Linked DNA regions of Mus musculus: region 2 is linked to region 1. Evidence: chromatin contacts called from public HiChIP or PLAC-seq data. All regions are on one chromosome and are shown on one strand. The core of a region is the stretch at or near the end of the contact, and the rest is flanking DNA. Distances in the headings are between cores, read along the strand shown. Region 1 has its middle 23 kb from the start of Gm41499. Region 2 has its middle 21 kb from the start of Gm30474.

Region 1 (6,570 bases), core at 2,255-4,754:
TTAATAAACAGTGTGTTCCACAGCACAGTCCATTCTGGAAGTCCCAGTTGTATAATGTCGCCCAAGGGCTCAGTTGCACGCACGTGTCTGCAATAAACTTGTCTTTACTTGGACTCCATTCTGGTCCCCAAGCCATATGATATGCCTGGGAGGGGCTTCAAAGGGAATGGCCACGCCCCATGCTTATAAAGTTAGGGAAGCAGGACTTGAGTCCATCGACATTTTGTTATCTGCATCTAGGTCTGTTTGGGAATTATATTCATGAGTGACATTTAATGTGATAGACCAGGTGGAAACCAAGATGTGTGATTGCTTTTCTTGGTTATGTGCAAATTTAGTTCTGAGACATTTTGCATGATTTAAATGGCATCCTTAGATTGCCATTAATTTATCTATGAATGATAAATTTGCATGACTGTTGTATAAGAGAAAGTCAGTGTGACATATGTCCTAAGGTATGGGACCATTCCGTGTTAGCTCCTGAAAAAGGCTAACGGTCATGGGGAATGTGGTGTGCAGAGGGTCACGCAGGCTTTGGGTGAAGACAACCCCACCGAATGAAGGCTATCAGGCCTTCCTGTTCTCAGGAAACACTTCTACCAGCCATTGTCATGACCATGAGGACAGGAATATATGTATTTGCTCATGTACCAGCCTTGATCACGTACAAAGGTGACCTAATTTCTCTTCAACAATCATGGGGAGAGCTTGGTGGGTGGGCCATTGAACTTCAAACCTGTGCGTGATGCCCAAGAGCATTGTCATGGTGGTGCAGGTAGGAAGGGAGGAGAAAGCCGTGAGAGAGATCATTCCTACCCTACGGATGCCCTTCTGCTGCCAGGCCAGGGGATTAACTAACAGAGTAAAGACCACAGCCTTCTAGACCTGCCCACCCAGCACACCTTCAGATCCACCAAGGAGAGCGGTCCAGACTCACATGCCTGCAACACTGCAATGGGGATTCAGACCTTGGACATAGAGTACAAAGTTTCATCTCAGAAGGCTGAAGGCAGCACGGTAAGAGGAGTCAGGCTTCATTCTAGACACTGCCCTAAGGCATAAGGCAATGTCTAAGCCTGCACCATAGAGTACAACAACATGGTATTCTGCTTCCAAACACAGATGATAGCTCCTACATTGCATGAGCCTTACAAGAGAATGGGGCCTGGGAGGTATGCATTAAGAAGGCTGTTAGAGCAGTTCTCTGTGGAAAGTCTGAGGCTAACCGACAGTCAACCATTTCCAGCTAGAGCCCTGCACCTCTGGTGTGGCTTGAATTCAGCTCAGTATATGTTCATACAACCCAATGAGTCATCACACTCTTTAGCTTTTGTGCTAAAGTTGCAAAGAAGTATAGAATTTAAGAATTGCATAAACGTAAAATGGTATACATAGATTATTTAAGGAATCAGGTATGTAAGAAGAGTTCAGAGACCTAAGCGTCTGGTGTCTGTCAGCTCTCTAATCTATTTTGTGAAACGGGGTCAATCCCAAAGCAATCCCAGCCTACAAATGGCTCATTTGTACCTGATTTTGCAAGGGAAGAATCTAAGGCATGGGATCAAATAACCCCATGATCTTAAAAGCTACAGAATCTAACTGAGGAGGGAGGTCCTAAGGACGCAGCCCAGTTGGTAGACTGCTCTCCTAGCACTCAATCCCCTGCCTGGTATAAAATGACTTGGGGACACATGCCTGTTATCCTGGCACTTGGAGAATAGAGGCAGGAGAGGGAAAAGTTCAAAGCCATGCTAGGCCACAGAGTGAGTTTGAACCAGTCTGGGTTTCATGAGATTCCATGTTTGTCTGTGTGTCTGTCTGTGTGTCTGTCTGTGTGCCTGTCTGTCTGTCTATGTCTGTCTGCCTGCCTGTCTGTCTGCAGCAGAATTTGAATATGGTTTGGCTTACTATAAAGGCATTACAGTGCAGTATTAAGCACAGCTGTCTTAAGACAAGTAAAGCAGAGTGGACCGTTATAAATGAAACCTCAAGCCTGGGACATATGTTCTTCATGGTTTAGAACTATGACAGCAAAGGGGCCGCTATGGGTTGTTTTTGAGGTTTTGTCAGTACCAGTATTCAAATCCCTACAGTCTCCTGTGGCCCTTCCCATCTTTCTAAGTTCGTGTCCCAGCTGGAGAGTCAAATTTGAAGGCAGGATATCCATAGTGTGGGTTAGTTGGCAGGTCTGAATTTGGCTGCTAGCTCCTGTGGGTCTCCAAAGGAAACAAGCAAGCTCACATAAGAAGCTTACAACAATATAAATTCTTGGATCTTGTCCTTGGGGAAAGCTCACTGTGACCACTAAAATGTCATGAAGAAATTCACTCACCTTTTCTGGCCTACAGGATGGTAACAAGGACCCTCAAGTATACAAGAATTTTCAAACCGCCTTTTCTTGTTTTGGTTTCATGAGATTTCTTAGCCCATTTATCATTTGTATAAAGGAAGGCTACTGATTCATGGGACTTAATTTTATATCTGGACACTTTGCTGAAGTTGTTTATCAGCAGTAGAAGTTCTCTGGTAGAATTTTGGGGGTTGCTTATGTATAATATCATACCATCTGCAAATAGTGATACCTTGACTACTTCTTTGCCAATTTGTATCCCCCTTGGTCTCCTTCTGTTGTGTTATTTCTCTAGCTAGAACTTCAAGTACTATATTGAATAGATATGGGGAGAGTGGGCAGCCTTGTCTTGTCCCTGATTTTAGTGGGATTGCTTCAAGCATCTCTCCATTTAGTTTGATATTGGCTGCAGCTTTGCTGTATATTACCTTTATTATGTTTAGATATGGGCCTTGAATTCCTGATCTCTCCAATACTTTTAACATGAAGAGGCGTTTTATTTTGTCAAATGCCTTTTCAGCATCTAATGAGATGATCATGTGGTTTTTTTTTTAATCCTTTGAGTTTGTTTATATAGTGGATTACATGGATTTTCGTACATTGAACCAACCTTGCCCTGGTATAAAGCCTACTTGATCATGGTGAATGATGGTTTTGATGCGTTTTTTAATTCAGTTTGTGAGAAATTTATTGAGTATTTTTGCATTGATATTCACAAGCAAAGTTCATGGGCGTTTCTGTGGGAGGCCTGACCTTCGCTCTCTCTACATGTCTCTCTCTATTCTTCCTCTCATCTCCTCTCCTCTCACCACCTTCTCTCCTTTATCCTTCATTCTCTTTCTCACCTCGCTCCCTCCCATCGTTCCTTTAATCCACCCAGAGAGCTCAATCCTCGTGCTAGGCACTGTGCCAGGTCTGGAAAACCTGGCTCTCCCTATACAGAAACTTACACCGGGGTGTGTATGTCCCAGGAATGCTAGGATGTTTGTGAAGCTACACCGCTGCCTTCCTGTAGCATCCTCAGCTCTAACGATTCCTGGAAGCTGAAACTGTTGAGTAGATTAGGAGAAAAAGAACAGCTTCCCCAGCTGCTCCCGCCGGTCCCTCACGACTGCTCCTGGCTTCTAAGCCACAGGGACCACTTGCTTGTGCTCACTCAGTCTTGTGACTCACACTGGAGTCACCGCTGACCCTGACCTATATGGAGGATGGTCATTTATTTACCCTTTGAAACTTGATCAGGTGGCCCATTAATTTTGCAACATTAATTCTAAGAGGAAATTAGATTCCAACCAGAGTCATTTGTCTTTTGAAAATAGAGCCACCAGAAGAGAACATCGATAATCACAATGTAATTTTCTGAGTTAGGAAGTGGCCAGAGCTTGGTGTCGAGGCTTCTGCACATCTAAGGGTTTCATGGCATTTTCTTAAATGAAAGAATTTGTTTTGAGACTTGAGGGGGAAAACCACTTCAAAGGGCCATTTCTCCCTAAGATGTAGCTGAGAGCTTCGTGTGCAAATGAAAAAGTCATCTACACATCGTTGGGGATTATACTTCTGCAGTACACTTGTTATCTCCCCGAGTCTACAGAGGCTGGGAGATGGCTTGGCTGGTGAAATAGTCACAGTACAAGAGCAATGAGAGGAGTTTCATTTCCAGAACCCACAGGTAAAAAGACAGGCATGGTAGCACATCCTTGTAACCCCAGCACGGAGGGAGTCAGGCAGATCCTTAAGACTCCCTGGTCAGTCACCTTCACCTACTGGGATGGAGTACCTCAGGTGCCAGTGAGAGATGCTATGTCAAAAGTGAGGTAGATGGCCTTCACTTAAGGAATAATACCTGAGGGTGACCTCTGGCCTTCACATACATTAGCCCCATGTAGACCTTCACACACACACACACACACACACACACACACACACACACACACACACACACATACACACACAGAGAGAGAGAGAGAGAGAGAGAGAGAGAGAGAGAGACAGAGACAGAGACAGAGACAGAGACAGAGACAGAGACAGAGACAGAGACAGAAACAAAGTCTAACTGATAAAGTATTCGAATACATAGAGCTGGTCACAGAACCCAGGAGGTCTATATCACCGAGTGATTCATTTAGCTACAGAAATCTTTCTTTTCAAGCTTGTTAATCTTCTCAAATCTGCTATGTCTTCAAAGATGATTGTTTTCTTCAAGGAAACATCTTCCTTAATAATCTAATCTATGAGTTCTGCCTTCCTGACCAGGTTATGGACTTCTAATTTAATTCTCCACACACCATGCCTTCTGTTGAAAATAAAGCGTTATTTACCTAACAATTTTTGGCCCAATTTATCTCTCTTTTTTAATACATATATCTCAGTTATATGTTTCCAAGATTAAAAAAAATATTACTTTATGACATTGCTACAGTGTTGAAGAAAAACTACAGCTGAAGGCCTATGTAAATATCTGGCTTTTATTTCTCTTCTTTTGCAAACAAACAAACAAACAAACAGAAAATGATGTAATTTTGGCATCTTTCTGGCACCTGGATATATATGTACATGGTCTTATTATGCTGAGACACTTCTGTAGGCATAGTCTTTGGATTTCATGAGAATGGAAGTTCTCTGCCAGTAGCCACAATGTACCTCATAAATATGTACAATTATTACAGGTGAAACAATGAGAAAAGGATGTATCAGTAAATGGAATTACAGTTCCCTGATTGGATCATTATACATTATGTACATGTACTAAAATATTAGTCTATATACCACTAATATGTACAATAAAGAGTAAAAATGAAATAAATTAAACTTACCTAAGTAGAGACTGAAAAGCCAATAGTTACCCTAAAAGTAAAATTTCTTGTAAAGACTTTTTTATTTAATCCAGCTTATCAAAAATATTACTACTCCAGCATGTAATCAATAATTAGATTGATGAAATATTATATGTATTTTTGTATACACAAAGTTCTTTGGACCTATTGTTTTAACTATGGCACATCATAAGCTAGATGATAAATTTCTACAAGAAAAATATTTTAAAAATGTTTATAATGTTCAAGTCATGATAAGAGGGAGTGGAGTTTCTGTGATCTAGCTGTATTACTTACGTTTCTGTTGCTGTAATGAGATGGCATGAGCAGAAGTAACACAAGGAGTGAGGATTTATTATGGCTTATGGTGCTGGTGGGATGGAATCCATCCTGACTGGCAGGCGTGGCAAGGCTGGTTTGGCTGGCAGAAGCTGGTTGATCACATTTTCATAAACATGCAGGAGGCAGGAAGGAGCAGGGAGCCGGGTTAGAGAGAAGCCCCCAAAGCCTGTCCCTAGTGATATGCTCCACCTCCCAAATGGTCCATAACCACCCAAAACAGTTCCACCAGCTGGGGACCAAGTGTACAAATGCCTGACCCTATGGGGGTCACTTCTCGAGCCACCACAAGGGCTCCATGCAATGAATCAGATTTAGATCTGGTTTTGTGATTGACACCATTGGGGTAGAGACTGTGCCTCAAACAATGAGCTAAGAAACAAAAGGACATTGGCGTTCAAAGTGACTTCTTCCTTAGAAACTGTTGTTAGGAATATTTTCTGACTACCCAACTCTATCTCTTAAAGCATGGACCAACTTTTTTATTTATTTTTTATTTGGGCAGGTCAAATGCTATTATTGTTCATTACCAGAGAATTAAGAGGTATAGCAGATGTCTATCATTTCAGATTCAGAGTCCACTAACTTTACTGCATGGCTTGAATTGTATAAGGGATTATGAGTCCCCCGTACAGACAGGAGGCTTCTGAGGAGTTTATTAAGCAAAATTCTAAGGACATATATACATTTATATTTTTCTCCTAAATCAACCAGACTTCAAACTTTCAGTCTTCCCATCTTGACCTCCTCAAGAATGTCTGGCCATTTCTAAAATTTTTACATACAAAGGTGGGAATAACCATAAAGTTATCCTTTCTGGAGAAGACTCTAGAAGAGAAAGCCTCTGTATCTTGCCTATGAACAAATCAGCATTTCCCTTAGAATATTCTTATCAGCACTAATTATTAATGATGAGCAGAAAGAAAGTCAGTCAAATCTGTCAATTATCCATTAAGAACAGATCCCAGGCATCTCCGTGCGTTTTGAATTTTCCCCTTTGGTCATCTATCAAGTATTAATGTTAGTTATACTACCATTTTACAAAAGACTTCCAAATAAGAATGTTTC
Region 2 (6,776 bases), core at 478-2,977, 130 kb after region 1:
TATAAGACACCAGGATTCCAAGCTTCCAGAAAGCCCATATAAGTAACCCCAGAAATAGGTAGTGCATTTAATAGAAATCTGAGCTCATCAATTTTACATGATCCTCACACACTGAGTGTGGAATGCTGATGAGGATTTGATGTTGACAGGAGATTCATTTGCAAACACAAGTGGCTGGAGAGATGATTAAATCGGTGAATAGTTTGTCAATATCTATTTCATGTTAGCTCTCACTATCAAGACCAGTAGCTGTGGCTTTGATGACAATAATAAATAATAATTAGGATATGGCGCTGTTCTGGTTGCAAGCATACAACACTTTTTGTTATGGACCTAAAAAGATGTATATTAAGTTATATGTGTACTCCCAACCCTGACAGGCCAGCCTTAACGAACGTTTGAGGGAGTCATGAAATCCATATTGTCTTATGGTCCTTGGTGTGCAGAGATGGCTTCTGTCTTCTAGGATAAAGAGTACAGAAAGCTCGTGTTGTGCACACCTAGGTGACAGGGACAAGATGGGGTAGCTTTAGATCAAATACAACTGCTGGATGTCTGGCTTATTCCTCAATGAGGACTGGCACCAAGCCTGGGAGACAGTGCAGGAAGTCAAGTGTCCGCCTTGACAGCGTGAGGACCCAAGTTCAAGGACCCACGCTTAAAAAGGTGTGTGTGGTGGTGCATGCTTGTAATGCCAGCTCTGGGGAGGCGGTGACAGTTGGGTCCCTGGGGTTTGATGACCAGTTAGGGTGAGATTCTATCTCACAAAACGAGGTGGATGTACCTGAGAAGTGACCACAACCTTCTTGTTGACAAGCGAGGAGGTGAATTGAAGTGAAAGCATCCGAGGGGGCATCCCTGACATCACAGGGCACCGCAGAACATGCTACGTTCTCAGAGAGTCGATTCTCAAGTTCATGGTGCTTGTGCCGCTCACTAATCTCAGGGACCTTCAGTAGGATGGAGGATATTTGAAAGCAGAAATTGGATCTTTTGGGGTTGTGGCCAAGCCCCAACTTCTCCAGTTCTGAGGCATTACAATGCTTGGTGCTTTCCTTAGGATGTCACAGATGCTATTCTGCGGTCTTAGCTACATAAAGAGATAGGGCTTAATTATTTAACATGTCACTCTCAACCATTAAAATAGTGACTAGGCTCTTGCCAGAACAGATTCTATAAAATATCAAAATAAAGTCAATCTTTAAAAAAAGGGGGGGGGAACTATTCAAAAAGTTTGAAAAACTTGTGAGGAACATCAATAGTTCTACCTGCAAGTTTACTCCATGTAAACATTTTTAAGAAGATTCGTGCAGTGTCTAGTGTAGCCCAAGCCGACCTCAGGCTTACTGTATATACCCAAGGCTGATCTCGAGCTCTTGGGCCCCCAGCCTTTACCTATGGGTAGGCTGTTGGGATTGCAGTATGTGCCACCGCTCTGCTGCTGAGGTTTGAACCAACGTCCTGTACATGCTAGCCACGCACTGTAGAGGTAGCTACTGGGCTACCCACCTACCCACCCTCTCTCTTGTTTTGTTATGACACGTACCTCACACACCAAGGGCGTGGAGAGCCAATGGCTTTCCCCATACAATCATACTAAAAGCAAGTGTGTTTTGTAAACGTTTTATGGAAATTTGGGAAAGTGAAAACAGGCTCTTAACAGTTCCCCGCTGTCCAACAAGCAATGTCAATACTGCCATGAACGCCAGTGGCTCAATCAGTGTGAGTCAACTCTACCTCCCTCTCGGTGACTCGTACTTTTGTTATTTTTAGCAGGAGACATGCAACGCTGTATGGTTGGCTCACGTATTGAAGACGCGATTCTCAACTGCTGGTGCTATTTTAGGAGGTTCTGGAAACTTTAGATGTTGGGGAGGGGTAGCTGGAGGAAGTATGTCACAGAAAACATGTCTCTGTCTGCCTGCCTGTCTGTCTGTCTGTCTATGTCTATGTCTGTCTGTCTGTGTCTCTGTCTCTGTCTATCTCTGTCTCTATCTCTGTGTGTGTGTGTGTGCCTCTGTCTGACGCTGTGTGAGTCTTTATCTGTCTGTGTCCATCTCTATCTCTGTCTGTGACCCTGTGTCTGTGTGTGTGTGTGCCTATGTATCTGTGTCTACCTGTGTGTGCATATGTGTGTGTGTGTGTGTTTATCTATCTATAACTGTCTCTCCTTTATCGGCTATGACATGGCTATGTCCCTATCATTAGCTCCCACCTCTATGAAGTTCCTCCTTCTGCACAGACCCAGAGCGCACTGGGCCAAGGACCACAGTCTGAAATCTCTGAAAGCATGAGCAAAGCCACATCTTTCCTACTTTATTTTTGTCATAGCATTGAAATTGTAAATTAAACATACAAACAAGTCCTGAGTGTCTCTTTGCTGTTGCTGCCCCTTGGTTTTTGGCAGGGTTTTGTTTCTTTCGTGTCAAGATGAGGCTTTGCCAAGTTGATGTGTGCTTTGCATCCACAGGAGGCCTCTGCAGAAGCTGGAATACATACAGGACACTTTAAACGGAAGGGATACGATGGGTCCTTCTTAGAATCAGGAGACTTTGGTGTCACCAGTCACAGGGAACAAAGGGCAGGCCTGCATGGCATCTCTCCAGTTCACCAGAGGAAGGGGTGGGGTAGACCAGGTGTGACATCTTTCTGGTTCAGCAGGATCTTTGTGTGAATGTAATCTGACAACCTGGAATTTTGAGAATCAAGGGAAAGACGAGCCAATAGCTGATCACTCACACGTGCTTCTGGGGTCTTTAGGGCTCCGTGAGTCAGTTGTGCAATGCAGATCTAGGACTTAGGAGCTAGCGCATGGCCTGCTCCTTTTCTCCATGCTGCAGAAGCACATACGCAGCTCTGGGTGGGCTAGGGCTACAAGGGAACCCAGGAAAGGAGGCCCCTCCTCCTCAGAGTTCTCTCAACCATAGGTTACATAATCCACCCATTCATTCATTCATTCATTAGTCATCCAGCCAACACTGGCTGGAGCACCTGTGTAGTGCAGCCTCTGTCTTTGTACTGCCCCCCTTGCCTTCGAGGGCTGTGAAGCAAGTGTGTAATACCCTCCACACAGCTGTGGGAAAGGACAACAGGCAGCTGACAGGGCTCCACACCTGAAGCCAGCTTCCCAGGCGCTTGCCCAATTTTTCTTTGCCTTGTTTTGGTTTAAAACAGTGTTTCTCAGTAGAGGCCAACTCAAGCCTTCAGGACTACCATGCACAGGACAGCCCTACAGCAAAGAATAATCCAGACTGAAGAGTCTATGGGCTTTGATGTTTAGAAAGGCCACGTCAGAACCATTGTGGTGAGCGTGCCTGTAATCTCAGCACTTGGGAGGCTGCAGCAGGAGGATTGCTCTGAGTTTCAGGCCAATGTGGCCTATATAGGAAGATTCTTGCTTAGAAACACAAACATAAGAGAAAGAGAAGGAAGGAAAGAAGGAAGGAAGGGAGGGAGGGAGGGAGGGAGGGAGGGAGGAAGGAAGGGAGAGGGAGGGAGGAAGGGAGGGAGGAAGGAAGGGAGAGGGAGGGAGGAAGGGAGGGAGGGAGGAAGGGAGGGAGGGAGGAAGGGAGGAAGGGAGGGAGGAAGGGAGGAAGGGAGGAAGGGAGGAAGGGAGGAAGGGAGGAAGGGAGGAAGGGAGGAAGGGAGGAAGGGAGGAAGGGAGGAAGGGAGGAAGGGAGGAAGGGAGGAAGGGAGGAAGGGAGGAAAAAAAATCAAGAAAGTCAACTTGATTCTGAAAGGCTTCTTGGAGACCCCAGAGGATGATCCAGAACAGATTTTGTGGTAAAAAGATGGTTGCTCTCTTCTGAGCTGTTAGGTCTTCTCAGATATCAATCTCGACCTACTATCTCTTTCTGGGGTATTTTCAAAATACACTCTGCATTGTGGCTACCAGTTGTCCCTCGGCCGCAGCAGGACTCAGCTGTGGACAATGGTGGCCTGTTGCTCTACAATGACAACTGCACAGAATAGAAGAGTTTGCACCTTAATGACCATCTCTTGGAGCCATGTGTGGTTTCATCAACATTTAAACCTCGCTCTTCCTTCCTCAACACAAAGCTTGTGTGGTGAGATGAGGAAAATCCACTGTAGTCACACTCCATGGCTACTCCATGGCTACATTTACCCACTCATGTTCTCGATACATGGGGAGGGGAGCTGGCCCATGGCCTGGCGTCGTGGTTGCTGAACTGGGCACAAGGCAGGGTACTAAGAGATGAAGGCAGAGTGATTTACTTCCAAGGACTTCCTGGAGCAGACAATATGGACTTTGCTGTAGACACTGCTGTCAAAGTCCTGCTCCCAACCCTAAATCGGGACTGTACATGTTTCCAAAGGTGGGCTCTAAACACTTACGTGTAACTTAGGAAGTAAGTCATAGCTAAGGCTTTGGTTTGCAAATCTCTGTCATGCAATGTCCCCCTGAGGATTTGTGAATTGCCCATGAAACACAAGAACCTGGGCCCTGGAGATGGCTCAGCACTTACAGCTCCTGCTGCCCTTCAAGGGCATCCAGTTAGATTGCATTCACTTCCCAGCACTCAAATGGCAGCTGACAACCATCTGCAGCTCCAATTCCAGCTGATCCAATGGGCTCTTCTGGCCTCTATGAGCCCCTGGCATACACACCATGCACACACACATGCAGACTAAGCACCTATACATATAAAAATCAGCTAATTAAAAAAACCAGAAGCCTTGTTCAAGAGAAATACCTTAGCACTCGTCATGAGACTAAGGGAAAAGGCAAACAAAAATATCTGAACTTCTTTCAGGCATTGTGTCCAGCTTTCTCAAGCAACAGAACGCCAAGTTCAAACACCCAAGGCACTGCGACCTCGCCTTAGCCCTTCTCAGAGCATGGTGGTCTCTGCTTTCTCAGAAATCCAGTCGGGCCTGACAAACACATCATGAGACAATGCTCCACTGTGTGTGAATGCTAGCCTTGTTCTCAGCTCTGACATGGCTGTGATTTCTTCTGAGAGCCAGGAGGGTCTAGACCAGGCACAGACACGTGTTCACCGGTAGTATATTCACACCTTCATAGGCATATACACATGTTCATGGGTATAATATACACATCCTCATAGGCACATACACTCGTTCATGGGTATAATATACACATCTTCATAGGCATATACACATGTTCCTGTTTTGAAGCAGAGTGGTATTGCTTTGCAAGATGGACCATAGTAGAGCCCAACAAAACCTTTCATAGGAGCATTTGAGACAAGACAACAGAGGCAAGGATCATCTCAGGGGCTAATTGGATTATACTAAGCGATCACATAATGCCAGGACTGTCAGTCTCTTGACCACAGTGAGGTGACATTCAAAGGGCAAAGAACTTGAGCCTGGATGGATCCTAAGAGCCTGGCAAAAGAGGTGCTACCTGGGGTTGTCCCTTCCAGAGAGGAACAGACAGACACCAAGGCAGATGACAGAGGCTGCTGACATCCACCAGATACAACCAAAACCACAGGAAAGCCATGCTTGGTCCAGGCCCATTAACAATAAAGGGTGATTGAGACCTTAGAAAGAAGATGAGTTTGTGGAATTTCAGAAAGAATAGTGACCCGGAATTTGACCTCAGAAGCAGCAAGAACCTGCAAACATTGACTGACCAGCATCCAGTGATTACCGCTACCTCCTGATACCATTACATACAACGAGGCTCTAGGAATGACCAGGCACAACACCCTGCCCTGTCATGGGAGCTCACATCCCTAATATGGTAAATACATCATTACAGCACACTGAGAGCCACAGCAGAGGGAGGCACAGAGAAAACATGTAGCGCAAAGAAGGACAAATGCCATAAGGGAGTCTAGGAGTGTGAGATCTGGATATAGTGGGCACTCAGGGTGAGCAGAGATGTCCTTGCAAGTCCCCACATGAACCTCATAACAACATATAGGTGACCTGCTGTGCACAACGCCTTGCAAAGTACAGAACACCACATGTTAGGTGTCACATCTGGGGGAATTCTCTTCTCTTGATCTAAATACGACTCAAGTGTTTTAAAACTTCTGTGAGTCGGCAGCATGTGAGCTGTACATTAATATCCCGGATTGTTGATTTATTGCCCCAGAGTGTAGACTTCTATCAAGGATGCAGTTAGGGGTTCTAAAACTTCAAAGGCACTGACTGATACATCGCCTAGTGATACACAAGGCACGAGGTGACATACAGCCAGCCCTCCCAGAAAGGGAAACAACTCATACTGCATTTGGCATCTCTGAGAATCAGGCTGGCTTTGAATGAGAGGAGTTGACTGGGCCAACAGAGGCTTTTCTTAGTCCGTTACCTCTGACTTCTAAAGGAAAATCCAGCGGAAGGATGGAGGGGACATGCTAACTGACACCAGCATTGACAACTAGTTAATTGGAGGAATACATTACAATGGCCTGAATTACTGGGATAGTCAACATCTATGAAATCTGACTCACCTATCTATCACAAGAAAGAGGTGACTGTCTTACTTCTGTGGAATTCCCTGTCATGAGGATCATTATCATTATTGATCAACAAAGAAGAATACCTAACTTTTGAATTGTTAATGTTTTCATTCTGTAGGAAATCGTTTTGTTGGATTGTGAGACAAAGGATTTTGGAACGTTTTGCTGTAGGCTGGTCTAGATTCACAGTGTGGAAACTTGAGAGAAGGTTCTGGTATAGCAAAAGGACCTGAGCTCACGCAGAGACCCTCCAGTCTGACTCTTGCCTCACACCGGTTAACTTTGCATCATTCCCAAGCATGGGGACATGCAAAGCTG

The links. HiChIP or PLAC-seq counts read pairs in DNA pulled down with a chosen protein or histone mark.
Region 2: an HNF4G HiChIP or PLAC-seq map of pancreatic cancer cells shows a contact between it and region 1. The contact joins two enhancer-like sites. A contact is called at or near these places in 4 of 484 Hi-C or Micro-C datasets (the HL-1 cell line, cortical neurons, muscle stem cells and 1 more) and 1 of 115 datasets of contacts at active chromatin or transcription factors (pancreatic cancer cells).

The regions. Positions count from the first base shown.
Region 1 is chr16:92,976,302-92,982,871 of GRCm38.p6, forward strand. No RefSeq gene overlaps it. Among named protein-coding and RNA genes, the nearest start is that of Gm41499, 23 kb to the left of the region's middle. Within about 2 kb of position 3,505, at least 32 of the 459 cell types and tissues checked have an H3K27ac peak or open chromatin away from gene starts, as enhancers often do. A contact at or near this core is called in the HL-1 cell line and pancreatic cancer cells, where this site is marked.
Region 2 is chr16:93,108,079-93,114,854 of GRCm38.p6, forward strand. No RefSeq gene overlaps it. Among named protein-coding and RNA genes, the nearest start is that of Gm30474, 21 kb to the right of the region's middle. Within about 2 kb of position 1,728, at least 58 of the 459 cell types and tissues checked have an H3K27ac peak or open chromatin away from gene starts, as enhancers often do. A contact at or near this core is called in the HL-1 cell line and pancreatic cancer cells, where this site is marked.